Regions from separate parts of the Canis lupus genome. Here region 1 is linked to region 2. The links are chromatin contacts, called in public Hi-C maps. All regions are on one chromosome and are shown on one strand. Each heading gives the region's core, a stretch centred on a gene start, on an enhancer-like site or on the middle of the called end of the contact. The rest is flanking DNA. Distances are from core to core; before and after follow the strand shown. Region 1 holds the start of SEC62 (translocation protein SEC62). Region 2 holds the start of ACTRT3 (actin-related protein T3).

Region 1 (3,332 bases), core at 659-3,158, 190 kb after region 2:
TTTTTATCTCTATGCCCAAAGGAATCCAGTCAAGAGTGAAGATCACCTCAGCTTCTCTCTTGTGTGAAGCAAGAGAAATCCAACTTTCAGACAGAGCACCAGGGAGAAGAACCAACTTTCAGACAGAGCACCAGGGAGAAGAAATGACAGAACCCAGGGGCAAAGAAAACTTTTGCTTTGGCAAAAGACAGAGAAAGAGGCAATGCTCCTCCTTGGGGAAAGAAAGAAGAGCCAAAAAAAAAAAAAAAAAAAAAAGAAAGAAAGAAAAAGAAAGAAAGAAAGAAAGAAAGAAAGAAAGAAAGAAAGAAAGAAAGAAAGAAAGAAAGAAAGAAAAGAAAGAGGAGCCAAACGACAGGAGTGAGATGTAAATTCAAAGGGAAAGCAGAACAAGAAGTGGATAGGAGAAACTCTCTGCCCCCGCCATCCAGTATATAAATGGAGTGCTGGGAAGAAGGTTTGAGATGTTTTTATGCAAATATTAACTAGGAGAAATTTGAAATTTGGCTTACACGTGTGAACATTAGCCCTCATGAGCTAAGCATCCATACAACTATGCAACTGTTTCCCCTGTGGAAGCATTACAGCTATTAAAAAGCAAAAGAAGAATTTGAGTATCACTGTCTTACACCCCTGAAAGATAGAGAATCTAGATGATGATCATGAATGGCTGCTAACATCACAAAAAAAGAAACAACCAGATATTACATGCCTCCTTATGGAAGTCCATGAAATCCATTTGTATTTGAAATAACAAAATAATGGGGCGCCTGTGTGGGTCACAACTGGGGGGGCCCTGGGGTGGGGGAGCGGAGGATCGCCTTGGAGTTGGGCCTGGAGTTGGGCTCGAATGAGAGGGAGGCTCTCGCCAACACTCCAGGTGAACTCGCCAACAGTCCAGGTGAGCCCTGCTAAAGAGCTGACTGGGAGCCGGCAAGTAGGAATGATGAAGCAGGAAAGAATTCCAAACATCTGTGCTGCAGGATCAGTTGGGCTGGTGATTGATCAGCGAAGCACGGTTGGGATACCTCCAAGGTTTCTAATAGGAGTAACCGGGGGAACAATGACAAGGTTACCAGAGGTCTAAGATACAGCCATAGGGGTAGGTTTGGAGGGCGAAATGGTGATTTTGTTTTTTTTCCCCCGTTGGACATTCCGTGGAAATGTCCAGAAGACAGCTAGAAATAATCATCCATGCCGTATCTTTTGAGGTTCAGCTGCAAGCCTGAGACTCTCTAAAAGAATAAGGGGGGGGGGCACTCGACGGGATGGGCACTGGGTGATGCGCTATATGTTGACAACTTGGACTCCAATAAATAAATAAATAAATAAATAATAAATAAGAATCTAGATCTCGAATTTAAAAAATAATAAAAGTAAAAGTAATATAAATAAAAGAGTTACATATCATAAAACAAAAAATAAAATAAAATAATCATAGTTGGAGTTGGAAGAATCATTCACCAGACTTCAAGGCGCCTGCGGGCTCAGACTCCCCCGCTCCTCTTACTAGTTGCTTGTCCTTCCCTAAATTCTGCCTCTCGGATTTTGAGAAACAAGATAGAAGACGGGATGGAGAATCCAACGTTTTGTTTTCGAGGCGCTGCAGCACCCGGGGCTCCGCAGGGGCGGGAGGATGGGTTGAGGCCCGGGCCCCGCCAGGCCCCCGCGGTGCAGACCGGGAGTGCGCCGAGTGGGGGCGGGGCGGGAGCCCGCATGTCCGGCGACCGCCCGCCCAGGTGCTGCAGGTGCAGGCGCAGGTGCTCCTCCGTCCGCGCCCTCCCGCTCTCCGGACCGCGTCTCAGTCTCCTCCCGGTCCCAGGGAGAGTTCCAGTTCCCGCAGCACGGGGGGACGAGTGGGGAGGAGAAGCAAGGAGCCGACCAGGCCGGCGCGGCCGCCGCCTCTCGCGGGCTCCCCTCCCCGCCCGCCCGCCCGCCGCCCGATTACATAACGGGCCCACGCGCGCTCTCGCGAGGCTTCCACCGCCCCCTCCTCGCTCCACGTCAGAGGGAACCGGGCGGAGCGGCCAACATGGCGGAGCGCAGGAGACACAAGAAGCGGATCCAGGTAGGAAAGGCGAGCCCCCCGCTCCCACCCGGGGCAAGGGGGCTTCGGGGCGCTCGGCAGGAGACGCGGCGAGGGGAGCGCCCCGGGAGGGCGAGGCCGGTGGGGCGGCCCCGCGCGAGGCGCCGTTGTGAGGGGGCCTGAGGGGGGGCGGTGTCGGCGACGGGGACGGGGACGGGGACGGCGACGGCGACGGCTGGGAGCGAGGCGGGCGAGGGGCGGCCGCGGCGGGAGGCGAGAGGCGCCGCGCTCGGGGCGGGCCGCCCGGGGTCCCCGAGGCCGCCCCGCCGGGCCTGCGCCGCGCCCCCGGCCTCCCGCGCCCCCCGCGGCCTCGGCCTCGCGCGCTCGTTACCCCGAAGTCGCGGCCGCGGGACGCAGGGTGGGAGGAGGTGGGGCCCACGGACCCGCGGCGGCCGGCGCTTTGTGCGCGGGCGGGACGCGTCTGCTGCTGCCCGGCGGGGCCCGCGCGGCGCTCGGCCTCCAGACGTGCAGCGGCGCCCGCGACGCGGCGGAGACACACGGCGGCGGGGTCGCGCCCTGCAGCCCGCCCCGCCGCCCCGCCGCCCGCGCTCGTCACCTGTGCGTTGCTCCCCGGCGGCTCCTCCGTCGTCCTGCCTTTGGGCCAAGCGGGCGAAGCCGCGCCGAACGCCGTAGACCTGGCGTGGTGTTTCCCAGCCGCCGCCTCAGCCTAACCTGCCGGAAACCTCCCGCGTCGTCGCAGATCCACACGGCGTACTCGGTTGATGCTGCCCATCCCGTCTGTCTCCTCGGGTCCCGATGCTTAGAATGACTAGTTTTTTTCTCTGTAATGTCCTATTCCTCCGTTTAAAATTATATGTATAGATAGATCTAGATCTGGATCTATTTTGTGGTCACTTACTTGGGCCTTATCACAGGTGATTTGAGCCATGCACGTTAACATCCTCCAGAAAACTATGAAGTGCTAGCGGGGAAAGGATGCCAGTGACCAGCAAACCTGGGATTTTTGGAATCGGGCAGAAATAGGGAAGTAGTTCCCAACAGAGTACAGAAGAGATACAGAAAGAGACAAATTGCCCCAAGTTCCAGCAGGTCATCGGACTAGGGTTTAAGGTTATTGTGGAACATCTTTCTTTCTTTTCTTTCTTTCCTTCCTTCTTTCCTTCTTTCTTTCCTTCTTAATTTCCTTCTTTCTTTCTTTCCTTTTCTTTTTTCATTTCTTTCTCAAACTATTCCTAAGTTTCAGAATTCGGTGTTTGTTATTGGTTGGGTATGGTCAGAGTTTGTATTG
Region 2 (3,419 bases), core at 768-3,267:
TGGAGAAAAACGAATTCCTGAGATCTGTATCGCATTTCATTATGCTGCTGAAACACAACTTATCGATGCCAGGAGTCTCAAGGTTCAGAAGATGTGGAGAGAAGAGGGCCTCTGGACAATGAAAGAGCTGGTTATGGAGCTTGATCATCTTCCCATCAGGTAGCTGGTAAACTTTCTCCACAGATTCAGGATTCTTGGCCATTTCTTCTTCATAGTTCATTACCACATAACAAGAGGTTTCCTTAATATCTGCGACAATCTTTCTGTCTGCAGCACTAAGCAGCATGATGCCATGGTCCTTCAACAGCATCATGAGGTAGTTGGTGAGGTCAAGGCCTGCCAGATTTAGCTGCTGGACACCATGAGGCAGACAGTAACCCTCGAAGATGGGTACACCCTGGGTAACCCCAGCACCTGAATTCAGCACATAACCAGTTGTGAAGCCAGTGGCAAAGAGAGCCAGCACCCCCTGGATGGACATATAGAAGGCAGGAACCTGTAGATGCTCAAAAAACACTTCAGTGATCTGTTGCCGTTTCGCCAGTGGGTTCAGTGCTGGCTCAGTAATCAAGACTGGGCCATCGCAGGCCTTTAGCTTCAGGTTATGATCATAGATATGCTTCCACATGATCTCCATGTCCCCCCAGGAAGTAATCAGACCGCGCTCCACTGGGTAGCTGTAGGAAAAGCAATAAGATAAATGGCAGCTTTTTATTTTATTATTTTTTTTAATTTTTATTTATTTATGATAGTCACAGAGAGAGAGAGAGAGGCAGAGACACAGGCAGAGGGAGAAGCAGGCTCCATGCACCGGGAGCCCGACATGGGATTCGATCCCGGGTCTCCAGGATCGCGCCCTGGGCCAAAGGCAGGCGCTAAACTGCTGCGCCACCCAGGGATCCCTATTATTTAATTAAATTAAATTAAATTTATTTATTTATTTATTTATTTATTTATTTATTTATTTATTTATTTATTTATTTATTTATTTATTTATTTATTTTACAGTGGTAGCTTTCAATTTCTCCGGCATCTATCCCCTTCAAGCTTGGGTTAATCCCCATATTTATTACCAGTATCCCTTTATGGGTAGTGACCACTGATCAGAAAAGGTAACTGCCAGCAAATGTTAACATAGCTACTCTCCTCTGCAATTTTTGTTGCTTTCCATTTGTCCCTCCTTTAGAAGACAATCCTTTAAATTAAAAAAAAAAAAAAAAAATTGGGCGATTCCTGGGTGGCTCAGTGGCTTAGCGCTACCTTTGGCCTAGAGTGTGATCATGGAGTCCCAGGGGTTGAGTCCCACATAGGGCTCCCTGCATGGAGCCTGCTTCTCCCTCTGCCTGTCTCTGCCTCTCTCTCTCTCTCTCTCTCCCCCTGTGTGTGTGTGTGTTTCTCATGAATAAATAAATAAAATCTTTTTAAAAAAATTGGGAGATCTTTACATAAGAGTACAGCTTTACTATCAATTGGAGAAAATAACCTACATGAGAGGGTACTATGAATTAACTGACATTCTTAATGGACTTGTATCTTATGAACGGTAACTTTATACATTTGAGGACATGTCTCTAGGTGCAGAGAGCAAGTAATGCTCACTCTTTAGGTGTTTCGCACCCTTGGAGATTCGTGGGCTGCACCAGCCGGCTGAGGCTTTCCTGTCCCCCCACTGCCTTAGGCTCGCACCCTTGGGCGCCTTCACCTGGGCTCCCCCGCTCCCCCCCCCCGCCCCCCGGGGGTCCTGCCTGCCGGGAGAAGGCCATACCTAATGGACAGCGCGTTTCTCCTTTCCTGCGCCTGGTCACCCACACACACCTCCACCGCGCCCTTGGCCCCGCCGCCCTGGCCCTTGGGTCGGCCGATAATGTTGGGGTAGACGAACTGGGGCTCCCGCGACCCCGCCAGGCCGGCCTTGATCACGCCGGAGCCGTTGTCGATCACCACCGGGAGCTGGTAGTGGCTCATGCCGCCGCCGCCGCCTCCCGACGGCCGCCCTGGCTGCGCCTGCCCCGGAGAGTGCGGGCCGGGCAGCCTGGGCCGGGTGAGCAGGCCGCGGGGCCTAGAACGCCGCGTCAACAGGCCGCGGGGCCTAGAACGCCGCGTCACAGAGGCCCAGGCCTGACCCCACGAGGCCCGCGCGGCAGGTGCAGGTGCGGCCCCCTGCTTCTCCCGAGCGCTGCCCGCCTGATCGCTGGGCCACGTGCCACCCCCTGGAATCCGGGGATACCAGTATCAGGAAAACCCAACTTTCTTCTCTGAAGACACACATCTAACCCTTTACAAGGAGCTTTGCCTCATGCCTCGATGGGGCGTGCCAAGCAGTTTTCTTTTCCAAATCCTTCGCATCCTGGCTAATAGGTACCTGTCCAGGGGCCTGCCCAGAGGCTCTGGAGTGTGCCCTTGAAGCTAGGAAAAGCTGGGCAGATTTGAAGGAGGAAAGCTGTAGCAGCAGCTTGCTGCATGCTTCTGAAATCCTCTTCAACCTCCTAAAAGGACAAGGAAAGAAGGCTAGGATTTATTTATTTTTTGATTTTCTTTTTGTTTTTGTTTTGAAGGCTAGGATTTAAAGTGGATTTTACACATAGACCCACTAGGGGAAGGGAAGGAAAAATAAGGTAAAGACAGAGAGAGGGAAACCTGGAGAAATCTTAAATCATAGGAAACAACCTGAAGGTAGCTGGAGGGGAGGAGGGTGGGGGTGGGGGTGGGGGTGGGGGTGAGGCAACTGGGTGATGGACTTTAAGGAGACCACCTGATGTAATGAGTTGCCTGGGTGTTACATGCAACTGATGAATCACTAAATTCTATCTATCTCTGAAACTAACACGACACTGTATGTGAACTAACTTGAATTTAAATAAAATCTTGAAAGGAAAAAAAAAGGTGTGTTTTATATATCTTTATTATCCTTTCTATAAACTGGACTAACACTTTGTTGTGTTCCTTCCCTGCGGCTTCCATGCAAAATGTACTCAAATCCAAAATGGTAGACTCTTGCTTTGTCGGATTGGCTGATTAATTGATTTTTTTTTTTTTTTTTTTTTTTAACAATCTTACCAGGTTATCTCCTGGTGTGATACGGAAAAGTCCTTCTCATTTCCTAAAAAATAAGACTTGATTTTTAGGCATAAGGAGGTGTCTGCTTCTTTGCAAGAAAAGTAATATCCCCTAGGTCATACGAAGTTCAGGTTTAGAATAATTTAAGTACATGGAGTGCCAAAACGTGCACCGTGGTGTCTGATTTATTTTTATTTTTATTTTTATTTTTATTTTTATTTTTATTTTTATTTTTATTTTTTTACCCCTTTAATTCTACACACTGTGTAGAGGATTTTAAAACAAGTAGGTAGGTTCAAACCTCTGGTTGGTTGATCTCTGGAAGCAGGGGAGGAAATTCAAGTTATTTACACGTCTCCCCA

What was found. Hi-C and Micro-C count contacts between places; a contact is called where the count stands out from the background.
Region 1: a Hi-C map of blood shows a contact between it and region 2, with 2.7 times the contacts expected there. The contact joins the promoter of SEC62 here to the promoter of ACTRT3 in region 2. A contact is called at or near these places in 2 of 9 Hi-C or Micro-C datasets (both in blood).

What each region holds. Positions count from the first base shown.
Region 1 is chr34:34,814,641-34,817,972 of UU_Cfam_GSD_1.0, forward strand. It overlaps SEC62 (translocation protein SEC62), which reads left to right and starts at 1,909. Exons shown (of 8, transcript XM_038583856.1): 1 at 1,909-2,065. The coding sequence starts at 2,030. It overlaps LOC119867527 (a long non-coding RNA gene), which reads right to left and starts at 1,927. Exons shown (of 2, transcript XR_005383991.1): 1 at 1,462-1,927; 2 at 1-1,036.
Region 2 is chr34:34,629,530-34,632,948 of UU_Cfam_GSD_1.0, forward strand. ACTRT3 (actin-related protein T3) reads right to left here and starts at 2,018. Exons shown (of 2, transcript XM_038583281.1): 1 at 1,766-2,018; 2 at 1-677. The coding sequence starts at 1,965.